3 separate regions of the Mus musculus genome follow, and regions 2 and 3 are each linked to region 1. Evidence: chromatin contacts called from public HiChIP or PLAC-seq data. All regions are on one chromosome and are shown on one strand. The core of a region is the stretch at or near the end of the contact, and the rest is flanking DNA. Distances in the headings are between cores, read along the strand shown. Region 1 overlaps Rnf220 (ring finger protein 220). Region 2 overlaps Rnf220 (ring finger protein 220). Region 3 holds the start of Rnf220 (ring finger protein 220).

Region 1 (4,369 bases), core at 1,166-3,665:
CCTGGGAAGAAAGGAAAGTCTTGGGGCTTCTAGAGCCCAGTGCTTGCCTACAGGGAGGGCAGGGGCAGCAGCTTCCGGGGAGTTTTACACTGGAATTAGTTACAGATGCAGTTACGGTGTCTTGTGTAAACGCCATCGATTGGGGAGCTGACAGTCTGGGGAGCTACGATGCGGGACAATCAATCGGCCTGCAGTGTCACCTGCCACCTCGCTGAACAGTTGACAATGCAATTATCCAGTGTGGAGGCAGGGAGTTGGCGTGTGTCAAACGCACTTAGCCACTTTCCGGGCCTTCTCGATAACGCGTTTCACTGCCTCACATCAGGAGAGTCACAGAGACAGACGCCGCTTAAACCATTGATACTTGCTCTTTCTGCCAACACTCCCTCTGTTCCCGCTTAACAATTGTGTTCCAAAAGGTGATTAAATCCTGTCCAGTGCCACAGGGGACAGAAGAAGCCTTGCTCCTAGCCACACCCCTCCCAACAGGCAGCCATCATAAATGGAAGGAGGTGGAGAGTGAGAAGGCAGCCACCTATACCTTCCTTCCATTCCAAACCCGTTTCCAGTGGTACTGTTGCAACACGTGTCACCCACAGGGCTAGGAGCACAGTGGCAATCAGACATTTTTGGCAACTAGGGCTCACATCTTGGCCCATACCTGTGGAGTCACACCTTGCACACTCTTGTTTCATAATCTGTTGGTTACCTTATCAACAGTTATTAAAAAGAACTGTGCTGAAGCTGCCTCTAGCTGCTGTTCTCTCATAATCGCAGGGTGCTTAGACCCAGCCTTAATCTAAGACAAGAGACCCTAGGCAAGATCTGGCGGGGCAGCAGCCCTCATAACCACTACCTTAGCACCCTCCCCACCCCAAGACACACACAGACTTTGTATCTCTGGCTGGTCTAGAACCAACTATGTAGACCAAGGTGGCCTTGGAATTAGAGACCCATTTGTGTCTGCATCAGGAGCGCTGGGATTGAGAAGAGAAATACTGTCTCTAACCTACGTCACCCTGAAAGGGGCTTCAGCCAGGGCTCAAAGACAAAGGTGCACACACTTGCCACTTCCTGAGCATCATCCTGGGAAGTGAACCATCTTACCACTCCTGGCCCACAACATAACAGCCACCTTATTTAAAACTAATCTTTTCCACATCCTTTTGAGCAGACTGATCCTTCTAGTTGTACTGAGTTCTGGCTTCCCCAAGTCTGGACAAGTGAATTCTTACTGGCAACCGATACAAGGGAGGACTTACAGCCCAGCACCCCACACCTCTAAGACAGAGGAGGTAGGGAATAAGAGGAAAATCGAGCCCTTACTCATTGGTCACATGGCTCCTTGAGGATGGAGGTCACATGGTCACAGTTATCCCAAGGCTGCCTCCCTTGTGGCCCATTTCTCTAGCCTGAAGACATCTCTTCTGCCTAGGTTTGGCAGAGTATCCCAGAAAAGCACCTTTTACCCTAATTGTTGTATCTTTAGATGAAGCACTGGGCCCTGGGTTCTGCCCATATGCAACACCACGAGCAGTGCAAAAGACCTGAGGTTTCAAGTGAGCAGGCGGCAGCGGAGTGCACAGCCCAGAGTGCTCTGAGACCCGAGGGTCAGACGAGCTGCTCTCTACAAGACTTTCCTCATTTCCCCAGGCTTTATTTCTGTTTCTTAATCTGTTTGTACTGGGAGGCAGAGGCAGATGAAACTCGAGTCTGAGGCCAGTGTGGTCTACACAGCGAGTTCCAGGTCAGCTGGGGTGACATAGTGAGATCTCCTCTCTAAATAAATAAGAATCTATTTGTAGACCGACCTCCCTCGACGTTCTCTTGCTCTCTTTTGTCCTGAGACATTGACCCTCCTTGTCATTAACCCCAGGCTCTCAAGCTCACAGCCTGTTCTTCTGAGCCAAGTGTCTTCACCATGACTCTTGCTAGACCACTGCCTAGATTACATTCAAGGCAGCCGGTCTGACCATGTAGGAAGCTCTGTTGAGGATGACGAGGGGACCCTAGTCTGGGAGGGGGGACAGAGGAATGAAGGGATGCAGGGACTTATCACAGTTCTTCAACTCTTTCATATCTAACAAGGACAGCAATCTCTGCTGTCAGCATGCACAGGACGGCTTAAATGGGCCTCGCTACTCTCCTGCTCATCCTGCCTCTGCCTCCCTCTCTGAAGTCGGCCGGGCAGCTTCTTCGGCTGGCGTTATCACTCCCTCTAACCGGTCTTGGCAGGCAATCTAATTCCTCCTGAAAAGGTCACCGCCATTTTAACTGCCTTTCAATCACATTAAGCAGGAGCTGCCCAGCTTGCGGCCCAGCCCGCCCGGCGGCGATCAATGCACTGCACTGACACCAGCAGCCTGGCAGGGCCACACCCAACCCCCCCCCCCAAGAGTTGGGCCTATTGGTCCTGGCCAGGGAGGGTCGGCTGACAGATGGCCAGCTTTTGCAGATGGGCTTCAGGGGCAGAGGCAGTCAGGATCAGCCAGGGCCTCTCTTTGATAGCCCCTCCCATTGAGGAGGCTCCACTTTCTGCCTCGTGGCCCCCGCTGATCTCGCTGTAAAACAGCCTTTCAAGTTAGCCTGTCTTTTGACTGCACTAAGCTGTTTAAGAGGCGGCAGCAGCTTCTATCAGGAAAGCTGGAGCAATTCTCTGCAGATAAAGGCCCCTCCGGCCCCATTCCCTCTTCAAGTCTCATTCTCGCTCTCCAAATCGCTCAAAGAAAAGCCCTCTTTGAACTCTCCTCAGGAATTCTTGAAAGGATCAACCTCGCAGTGTAAACACACCCAGAAAGATGATACCTACCCGAGGCCCGAGAGCCTCTGACACCCATCTGCTGGCACATCCCATGCAGAAATGGCTTTGCTTAAGCAGTGGGCCCTGTGCAGCCTGACCCATTCAGACACTCCAGGAGCCCAAGAGCCACAGGGTCCTGTTCCTTGCCAAGAAACCTAAGCAGCAGCTGCAGTTGGTGTGAACAGTTGCAACTGACAGCAGAGCTAATCTAGAACAGCCTTCCAGAACTGACTCAGCAAGACTGCCTTCTAAACCTGGTCACACACCCTAGCATCCATGTGCCTCATTCCTGGGCTCATGAGCGCCATCCTTCATTCTTGAGAGGCTTCAGACCTGCTAGAGCCCCAGGACAGAAATGCTCTGTGCAATGACAACTAAGGCTGCTTACCTAGGGGGTGGCAACAGTTTGGTTTAACCCTCCTGATTTACGCTCTGACTTGTCTTCAGACTGGTGGGCACCATGCAACAAGCTCAGAGGCACAGTGCCCATCTGCACTGGATGGCACTGCAGAGACTTGATCTCACCGGAGACCAGGTGTCATGGCTCTACGGAGGCAAAGGCCCTCCTTCGAGCCTGCTGAGAGATCCCCCAAAGACCACACACAGTGGCCATCTCAAGGGTGTTGCCCAGAAAAACAGGAGGCAGATGGGATGCAGCCTGGCTCTCTTAATGACCACAAACTGCAGTGCCAGCTGTGCTTTACACAGAAAGAGTTAGAAGCCAAGAAGCAGGTACCTCTTTCTCTTGCCCATGGTGACAGAGCTTGACAAGAGGACACTGACCCTGGGCACCTAACCAATTCTTCTGTCTCATCTAGGGAGCCAACCCTTGTCTCAGGAGCTAGGAAGGGAGCAGAGACGGGTAGGGCCCTGAAGACTCTTCGGCAGCGATTGGGGAGAGCCCAAGGGAAGCAGGGAGCAGCTGAGCCCAGGCCCCTCTTCCTTCAGGGCAGAGGGCGCCATGGGAGAAGAGATGGGATCAGAGCTAAAATTAGATTCACCAATGAAGCTCATGGGAGGTCAAATTTTGCCATAACTCACTCTCTCCTCTGTAACTGATTTCCCTGACACAGACCTGGGGAGGAGGAGGAGGAAAATGCAATGTGTTTGCCTAGAAGCCCTGAGGGCCCCTAGTGCTGGAGGTGTACAGCAGGTTGCTGGATTCTCATTTATCAGCCTTAAGAGGGATGGAGTGATAAATGCATAACCGTCCCTTTAATATTTTATGCAGGTGCTAACGCGGCTTGGCTGTCACCTTCAATGCATCACCCGAGGCTGAGAGCCCCCCTCGTCACTGCTAGCTTGCAGCCTCACAATTCCATTTCCCCACCCAAATACAACCACTTTAATATGCACATCACAGGCGGGCAGCACGGTCACAAAGGAGCCCCACGAGCAAGAGCTCCCACGTGGTGGAAATGATGACCAGCTACCAGAAGTGACCTGGTCACCAGAGTGCCACCACCCAAGTTGTCAGCTGCTTTATACCTCGGAAGCCACCTTCCAGGAGTGTGGTGGCCCGTATCCGCTTCTGCCCACACCACTCATATTCCTCAAAGCGGTTGCTGT
Region 2 (4,280 bases), core at 1,613-4,112, 200 kb after region 1:
CCAGTCACCGGGCTGACTCCCTGTCCCGCGGTCCATACACTCACGATGCTTGTTCAAGGGTCACTTTTCCCACGTGCACATCCTCACTATTCACGCTGAACAAGAGGCCCTCAAGAAGAGGAAGTGGGATCTCGTTCTCGGATTCCCCTGCAGACAGCACCGGGCCAAACGCTCTACACACAGAAGCGCAGGAAATGCTGTGAATGTGGCGAGATGAGGAAGATAAGAGGCAGGGAAAACCACAGACAGGCTGGTGGAGGCCCCCACTGCAGGAACTGCTTTTAGTGTCTGTGCGCACCAGGCTGGGACAACGGTTGGCTCTGCTATCTTTTCACTTCTTCAATACTCTTGGCTCTAACCTACCCTGTGAATGGCAAGCCTGAGCAATGTTCCTCCCACTGGAAACTTTGCCAGGAGATGGTGCCAGGAATCTAGGTGCTTAGTGAAGGCCTGCCAAGTACTCTAAAGTCGTGAGACCTATCATATTTCTGTGGAGTACCAAGTATAGACTTGACCATGAACTTTGGTAAAAAGACAAGGGCCCTTATCTACCTGACTAAACACCAGCATGATAAGGCCTTTCCTTCTCTCAGGAAAAACATTGCTGGGTCCCTTATTCTCTGCCAAGTTTGGTTCTAGCTTCTGCTGGGATTTCTGATATTAAGATACACGTTATATGTCATCAGATACTATTTTATAGTGACTTATCTTTGGAAGGCTACTTTTCCGTTTTGTGTGTTTGTTTGTTTTGAGACACTATGTAGCCATGATTGGTCTGTTGCTCCCTATGTAGAATAAGGCTGTTCTCAAACTCATAGAGATCTACCTGCCTCTGCCTCCAGAGTATTGGGATTTCAGGTATGAATCACCATGCCTGGCTTAGAAGCTACTTTAAAAGCAGGGTCCTCTCTGGTGTTGGGCCTCAGTATCATCTAAACACCAAATGGATGCTGTCAAGAAGGCCTGAATACGGTACCATGGTTATCTGAGGTCACGTCTCAGATCCTACTGTGGAAAAATGGTATTCTCAGTTTAGTCAAGTCCCTTAGTCAACCCATGCCAGCTCTGGAGTCCTTTCTGCCATTCTCAGAGGCAATATTCCATAAAAAAAAAAACAAAAAACAAACCCCCCCCCAAAAAAAACCAAACCGTTGTCCCAAGCTGCTTTGACTAAATAACAGCCCGATTTCTGATATCAGCTTAAAGGTTGCCTGCTTCATAGATACCCGAATCTCAGATGAGATCAGCTACTCCTGCTTCTAATCCCATGCTGGCTTAGACTTCTCAGCAGTAACACCTTTCATAACGCTCTTCAGATGCTAGCTGAACCTTAAGTTCCAGGACAGCACAAGCGATGACTATCCCTCTTATTCACCCTTCCCTCCCCAGCACAGAGCCCAGTGCTAGGAACAATGTAGATGCCTGAGAAAATCGGGCTGAATGATCAACCCATGTATTCTCTACCGGTGACATGCTCTACCATCATTTCTACCATCCTCACCCACCAGCCAAGAGGAGGAAGCACCATTCTCTTTGCAGTACCAATATCTCACAGTAACAAAACTGAGCTCCCGCCAGGAGGTGCACACCTTTAATTCCAGCATAAAAGAGGTGGAAACTGGCGAATCTCTGCGTTCAAAGCTAGCCTGGTCTATAGGGCAAGCTTCAGGATAGCCAGGGCTATGCAGGGAAACCCTGCCTTGTAAAAAAATGAAAACAAAACAACAACAACACCCCCAAGTTTTCTAGGACCACGACAATGCAGAGACCATGATCAAAGTGTGATACTCCAAAGGGTAATAGACCTTCACCCAAAGCCCATGCCTATCAGCCTTGAGCCAGCTACCGCAGACTGCAAGGTCTCCTACAAGTGACCCAGCTCCTCCTGGTCTGAGTTCTCTCATGAAGTGACCAAGGGAGGAAAGCAAAGAGCTGTCCGCGTCACAGTGGGAAGACAGAAAGAGGTGGTGTTAGCAACCCTGTGGACAGGAAAGGGTTAACCCGGCATGTCAAGGTTCCCACCCCACCCTGTAAATCAGCCTTGACTGCTGCTGGGGTGAATGAAGCCCCACCAGGTCGGCCTGTCAGGAAGGAAGCCCATGCATCCAGACTTCTGTTGTTCTAAGGATTTTTTTTTTTAACTGCTCAGGAAGGAAGCCCAAGCCTAGCCCCTGCAACCCTGCTAATTCCTCCCCTCAGCGTGTACCACTGCCTTTGCCTCTGGAGTCACCTCCACTCCCCTTTCTTCTCTCCCACTATTCCTAAGGAATGGAACATTCTACCATTTGGACTTCAGTCTCAAAATTTGCCTTCCCTTCAAAACTGAAAATGAGCAGGATCTGGTGGCATGCTGTAATTCCAGTATAGAGCAAGCTGAGGCAGGAGGATCATTACAAGTCACAGGGAAGTTCCAGACTAGCCTGGGCCTCAGAGCGAATCCCTGTCTTAAAACAACAACAACAACAACAAAAACCCCACTTAAAATGAAGAATGCTCTGTATGTGTTTGCCAGCCACACACCTCTATGTCTGTGTGAGAAGAGAAACTGGTAACTGGGAGCAGAATTTGGTGGACCCATCATCCATGGAGATGCTGTGGCCCCTAACAGGGAGCCGCAAAGAAATCCATGGAGACAGCTAACTGCTAGCCAGTCTCTGGTGGCTGCCACTGACGCACACTTATGTGAACATGGGACCTTCCAAATATGAGCTACTGTCTTGAACCACAGCCTTCAACACAAGGTCCTCAGCTAGAGGGTTGGTCTCGTCCTTGTCCTTTCCCCACAGACGTGCAGAGTCATTCTCAGATGTTCCCTAGCCCCATGGGGCTTGCTTTGACAAAGAGAGAGGCACTGACTTTATTTGTGGCCCTGACTAATGGCAGCCAGGCCTCTTTTACTCCCTGGAGAATGAATACAGGCACTACATGCATAGGAGGTCTGTCCCCGCCTAGCCCCGCCCCCCCTAATCCCTCCCTGGCAGCCCCCCTGCCACAGAGCTGTGGCTGTATTTCTCTCCTGACCTGCAAGGCCCCTCCAAGCCCCATCCTAAGCCTCCCCCAAGCACAAACAATCCATCATGCCACAGGACTGTGACACACACAGATGGGGGGAGGTTCACGGATTTGTCTCACACAGGCAAGGAAGGGGGTGAAAGTGTCTGTGTAACTTAAAATCTACGGACGTACTAAAACTCTGGAACTCTGCATTCTAATACTAGTTAAATACCACGCTAGCAAATCTCATTAGGCAAGGCCCAAGCCACCATCACTCACAGATTCCAATTCGCTATTTATTCCCAACACTATGTGATAATGCAAAAGTCTTGACTAAGAAAGCATCATAAGACTGAGGTTCTTTGGCCTGGGCCACTGGATCTCTAACTTAATCAAGTCCCTTCTGGACTTGGACACCCAGTTTATCTAACTCTTCATATTTACTTGCTTGTGAATAAACCCAGGGTTAATCTTGGTGGCCGGATGATAATAAAGGGAAGTGAAGCAGCTGGCCATCACAGAAAAAGGCTTGATCCACAACCTCCCCCTCCCTCCCTCCCTCCCTCCTTACCTCTTTGTGTGTTACCATAGGTGGAGTGGGTGAGAGGGTCCTTTGCACATGCTGGCCGCTAATGACCCCTCCGTGTTTGGCTACACTGGGGTTTCTATCAAGGAAGAATCATCTACCACATCGTCCTGGGAATGACAGCCATCATTACATATGGACACTTAATGGTTATCTATGGATCTGTGATCATTCAGTCCTTCACAACAACTTTGTTAAAGGCTGTGTGAGTCCCAACCTGCAGGTAGGAACACTAAAGCCTGGACAGGTTAAGTAATTTGCCTAGCAAGTAAGCTAAAGGGTCGTAACTCAACTCCGGAGGCTGCGTTCATTGACTATCACATCCTACTGCCTCTTAGCCTTCCCTGTGAAACTCCTTCAAGTTGAAGCTCAAGGGGCCCCGCCCAGCTTTTATTCCCTCTAACAGGTATTTATTATGCAAGGCTGCTCTGACTTGATTTAAATCAAACTCCAAAAAAAAAAAAAAAAAAAAAAAAGCAAGGTCAAATGAGAGTAATACAGGATTAGCTGGCACCTAAATGAGAATCATATACCTGAAAATAAAGCAGAGGCCTTTCTGGGGCTGCTCCTGCTCGCCCTCACCCCACCCCCAGCTCTGTCCCTGCTGCTCTGAGATAGATGCAAAGCTATCAGTCTCAGCCACAAATGGATGTCAGTAGGGAAAGACAGTTCTCATGAGGTGAGCCACAGAAGGCTTACT
Region 3 (3,909 bases), core at 1,349-3,848, 210 kb after region 1:
CTGCCCCCGCGGTTCCCGTACTGCGGCAGTGGGGTGCAGCAGGTTGAGGCTCTACGGCTCCCTCAGTCGCTGCCCGGGAGCAACACCCCGAGAACAGGTGTGCCCCCGCTCGCTCGGTGCCGGGACCCAGTGCAGCGCCGCTACCCGAGTCCTCGGATTCCCCCTCCAGGCCCCGGAACGCAGCGATGGAACTCACGCCACTTAGCCCCGGGCTCCGCCGGCCGGGAGGAATCGGAACGGGAAACGCCCGGCGCGCTTTTTCTCCACGCTCTTTTCTGCCTTTACACTTTGCTCATTTTCCCTTTGCGAGAAAAGCCGGGGGGCTGTGTGCAGGGCCCCAGCTAGCTCGGCTGCCCCCCCGGTTCTACTCACTGCCTCCTTCCTGCTAGCCCTCCTTCTATTTTTATTCCCCCCCCCAAAAAAAACCCTAAAATGCGTCTCAGGCGGAGGCCACAGTGGAGGCGGGAGGTAGGTCGTGGCTGCAAGACGTCGTGAGCAGAGAGCGCCTGTGCTTTCCCTTTCAGCTGCTTCTGGGGCAGCGAAGGGGCGCAGGAGAAAGACCTGGGACGACACAGGCCACCCAGACAGAGCCGCGCCCCATCCGGGTGGCCCTGGCCCTAAGCACTCCAGCCACCCGATGTGCGTCCGGCCCCCCCGGCCCAGGCCCCGGGGCCTTGACTAGAGCGGTGACCCGGACCAGAGAAGGCAGTGCGTTCTTAATGGGAAGGGAGAATGTGTCCTCTGCTTTCCAACACCCCGAGACCTCGTCACCTCGGGGCTCCAGCACGCCCTGGCGGGCCACGGTCACCCGGGCCTCGAGCTCTTGCCGGGGATACTGTAGCGCAGGACGAACCTCGCATCCCTAGATGGCCTCGCCACCGTGGGCGGCCTCGCCCGGGGGGCCATACGGAAGCTCTCTGCCCAAGTTTGTTGTGCCCTGGAAGAAAAGCCTTTCTCTTACAAAACACAAAGGCGAAACGCCCAGGCCGAGCCCTGAAAAGCTTCGGGTTGGGGGTGGGGGGGCGGCCGGAGGCTCCGGCGCGCGGTGGCTGGGACGGGCTCCGCCGGGCGGAGGAGGTCGCTCGGCCCCGAGTGACGAGCGCGGCGGCGGTGGCCGCAGGACTGCAGCAACCGGCGTGCTCGCTGAAAAGTTTTGCTCTCAAGTCGGAAGAAGAGAAATTGTTACTCAGTTTAAGGCAGGTAGAAGATGTAAAAAAAAAAAAAAAAAAAAAAAAAAAAAAAAAAAAAAAAAAAAAAAGAAAAAAGAAAAGAAAAGAAAAGAAAAAAAGAAAAAGAAAAAACACCACACACACAAAAAGCAAGCTCGTGATTTTACAAGATCGTCCTCCCACCTCGCTCCTTATAATCGCTGGAAGAGGGGATCCCGCCCCCCCACCCCCAATCCCAGGAGACCGGCACGGAACGCGTTACTCTAAGGCCGGCCAGTCCAACCCAGTGGAGCTGGGAGTTTACCGGTTACAGATAGCACGGTTCACCTCAGTGGCAGCACCTGCCTTCATCCTGCAGGCGGAGGTTTTCCCCATCCCACCCCCACCGCACCCCCCGGCTCTCCTTCTCCATCCTTCACACCCGTCCTCGTCAGGAAAAAGTAAGCCGAGCCTCTGGGGACCCCAAGGCTCCGGAGCCTGCGGGGTACCCCACCGGGTCGGCAATGTGTTGTGCGGCTGGGATCGTTTCTCAACAGATCGCCCCTTTCCTATCCCGCCCGCCGCCTGAGAGTCCCCACTGAGTAACACTCAGACCGGGCCCGCGGAAATCACAGCGGGGTGCACCGGGAAGCCGGGCAGGAGAGCTTACTCGCGGTCGACCCAAACAAAGTGGAAATGGGGCTTATAAAAAGATGGAGAAGTCCTGCTCCCTTCCCCTGGCTATCCCCCTCGCCCTCCCTACTTGTCCAATTCCAGCGTCTGGTCCCTCCCCCTTGCACCCCCCAAATAAAACACATTAAGGAAAACTCAAGACGGAAAGTTTGAGTGAGGCAGCGCACTGAGCGCGCCGGGCACCGACAGCCAAGGAGGCTCGGTCGCCAAGATCTAAGACGCGGCAGTGCAGGTCCCAGTCCCTGTCCCTGTCGCAGGGGAGCCGCCCGAATCCCTGGGAGACCAACCCCGAAAGTTAGCCAGGTTCCTCAGCAACCCGGCCACCCTCGCGCCCACCCCTCTTGTGTACGCACACGCATCCACACCCCTTTCTGGGCTCCGTACTTGCCGTGGAAATTCCTGGGGAGAACGATCGCACTTTTCAGGACACCAAGGTAAGAAGACGGAGAGTGTGGTGCATGAAAAGTCCCGGGTGCGCAGAGCCGGCGGGGGCAGCGGCGGCGGTGGTGGCGGCAGCGGCAGCAGCAGCAGCAGCAGGCGGCTGGCCCCGGGTTTGTGCTCGCGAGCTGCCTGGGATTGCATGTACAGATCAAGAGACTCTGTTGGTGTGAGAGAAGAGCAGTGCTGCCTCTCAGCGCTGGCTCTAATCAGTGAATGAGCCTCCACTCTCCCAGGGACTCGGAGGCGCACACACACGCGCGCGCGCACACACACACTCACACACACATGCACGCACACATTCTCTCACACTCACACACATACAGGCACTCTGAGCACTGAATACATTAGGGTACTAAGGGACTCTGGGAAATGGAGTCCAGACCCCGGGCACTCCGGGAGAGCAGCCCTGGCTGCCCTCACTAGAGGGCTGGATGGTCTTAGGTGGCCCGCCCAAGTGGAAACTAGAGAGGTCTTTTGCCTTTGTTTACATCTCTCCTCCTTTCCCTTCGGAGAAATCTGACTGACCGCGATTCTTTTTTGAACTAAAGTGACCAAGGGGAAATGGCTAAATCTTTTAAGCCTGACGTCAGGGCTGCTCGCTGACCACCAAACCTTGGCTCCAACATAAAACTCTACCCTTTCCCCCCCACCCCCCGCCCCCGAAAGATCCTACCTGCTGTGTAGTGCTTCGAATGTTTAGTGCTTTGAATATTACTTTGGGTCTTTGCCTATAAAAATAAAATTGTAAGTGAATATGAATAAAACTGACATTTAGACAGAGAGGAAAAGGGGCCTAGTTTAACACCCAGATTTGTGAATAAAAATTTCCCTGGTGTCACTGATGTTTATAATATAGTTCTTTCTCTTCAAATTGTTAATTCATGAGGTATAAAAAGATATATTGGGGAAATAGAGAATTAACATTATTGAGAACCTTCTAAGACCCAAGCTATGAGTCCAAATGTCATTCCACAATCTCATTTAGCCCTTTAATTCTGGAGATAATATTTCTAGTTTTTAAAAAGAAGAAACTGAGGCTGGGTTTTGTGACTTACTTCTAGGTACACAGCTAACAGGGAAGGCAGGTAGGCCCCGCTGAGAAGGCAAAGCCCAGCTGAAAGCTAATCCTGGCCTCTGAAGTAATTCCTTTGTTTTGTGGCTTGGTTTCTAAAAAGTCAGGTTTCTCATCTGGAAAAAATTTCTCTTCCCTAGGATACATGAGGATAATCCATCCTGCGAAGAACCTCCCAGGATTATAGTCTAAACCAGAATGAGACCAATATTCCATTCTGATGTGACTTTTTCGTCCCTTTTTCTCATGTTTAACATGTGCTTAAGTTTGTATAGAACTGGGCTCTGTGGTTGATGCCTGTAATCCCAGCACCCAGGAGGCAGATGCAGGAGGACTGCTGAAAGTCCCAGCACAGCCTGGTCTACACAGGGAGTTCTAGGCCAGCCAGGGCTAGGAGTGAGACTCTCAACAAAAGGTACTAGCTAAGTTCCTGTGTGGTGATTACACTTAAAATGTTTAATTAGCAGCTCTTTAAATGAGCAGCTAATAGGCTCACCTAGACTTCTGTGACCATGACTACCTCCATTCACAGGATTCAATTGGCTTAGGGACTTC

What was found. HiChIP or PLAC-seq counts read pairs in DNA pulled down with a chosen protein or histone mark.
Region 2: an H3K4me3 HiChIP or PLAC-seq map of embryonic midbrain shows a contact between it and region 1, with 4 times the contacts expected there. The contact joins two enhancer-like sites. A contact is called at or near these places in 3 of 39 promoter capture datasets (cranial neural crest, maxillary cranial neural crest and second pharyngeal arch cranial neural crest), 6 of 484 Hi-C or Micro-C datasets (LSK cells, embryonic fibroblasts, embryonic stem cells and 3 more), 23 of 115 datasets of contacts at active chromatin or transcription factors (bone marrow-derived macrophages, craniofacial prominence, differentiating embryonic stem cells and 12 more) and 1 of 9 other capture datasets (adipose tissue).
Region 3: a contact with region 1 is called in an H3K4me3 HiChIP or PLAC-seq map of forebrain, with 4 times the contacts expected there. The contact joins the promoter of Rnf220 here to the enhancer-like site in region 1. A contact is called at or near these places in 15 of 39 promoter capture datasets (the 3T3-L1 cell line, the C10 cell line, the HPC-7 cell line and 8 more), 1 of 15 datasets of contacts at CTCF or cohesin (the NIH/3T3 cell line), 33 of 484 Hi-C or Micro-C datasets (B cells, LSK cells, bone marrow-derived dendritic cells and 15 more), 38 of 115 datasets of contacts at active chromatin or transcription factors (T-cell acute lymphoblastic leukemia, bone marrow-derived macrophages, craniofacial prominence and 20 more) and 3 of 9 other capture datasets (adipose tissue, liver and pancreatic islet).

The regions. Positions count from the first base shown.
Region 1 is chr4:117,281,091-117,285,459 of GRCm38.p6, forward strand. It overlaps Rnf220 (ring finger protein 220), which reads right to left. Exons shown (of 15, transcript NM_025739.3): 8 at 4,289-4,369. Among named protein-coding and RNA genes, the nearest start is that of Gm12843, 6.1 kb to the right of the region's middle. Within about 2 kb of position 2,416, at least 55 of the 459 cell types and tissues checked have an H3K27ac peak or open chromatin away from gene starts, as enhancers often do. A contact at or near this core is called in cerebellum, cortical glia, differentiating embryonic stem cells and 3 more, where this site is marked.
Region 2 is chr4:117,478,114-117,482,393 of GRCm38.p6, forward strand. All of the region lies in intron 2 of Rnf220 (ring finger protein 220), which reads right to left. Among named protein-coding and RNA genes, the nearest start is that of Gm12827, 15 kb to the right of the region's middle. Within about 2 kb of position 2,863, at least 19 of the 459 cell types and tissues checked have an H3K27ac peak or open chromatin away from gene starts, as enhancers often do.
Region 3 is chr4:117,494,454-117,498,362 of GRCm38.p6, forward strand. It overlaps Rnf220 (ring finger protein 220), which reads right to left and starts at 2,599. Exons shown (of 15, transcript NM_025739.3): 1 at 2,230-2,599. Gm12827 (a long non-coding RNA gene) reads left to right here and starts at 1,284. Exons shown (of 5, transcript XR_868034.2): 1 at 1,284-2,275.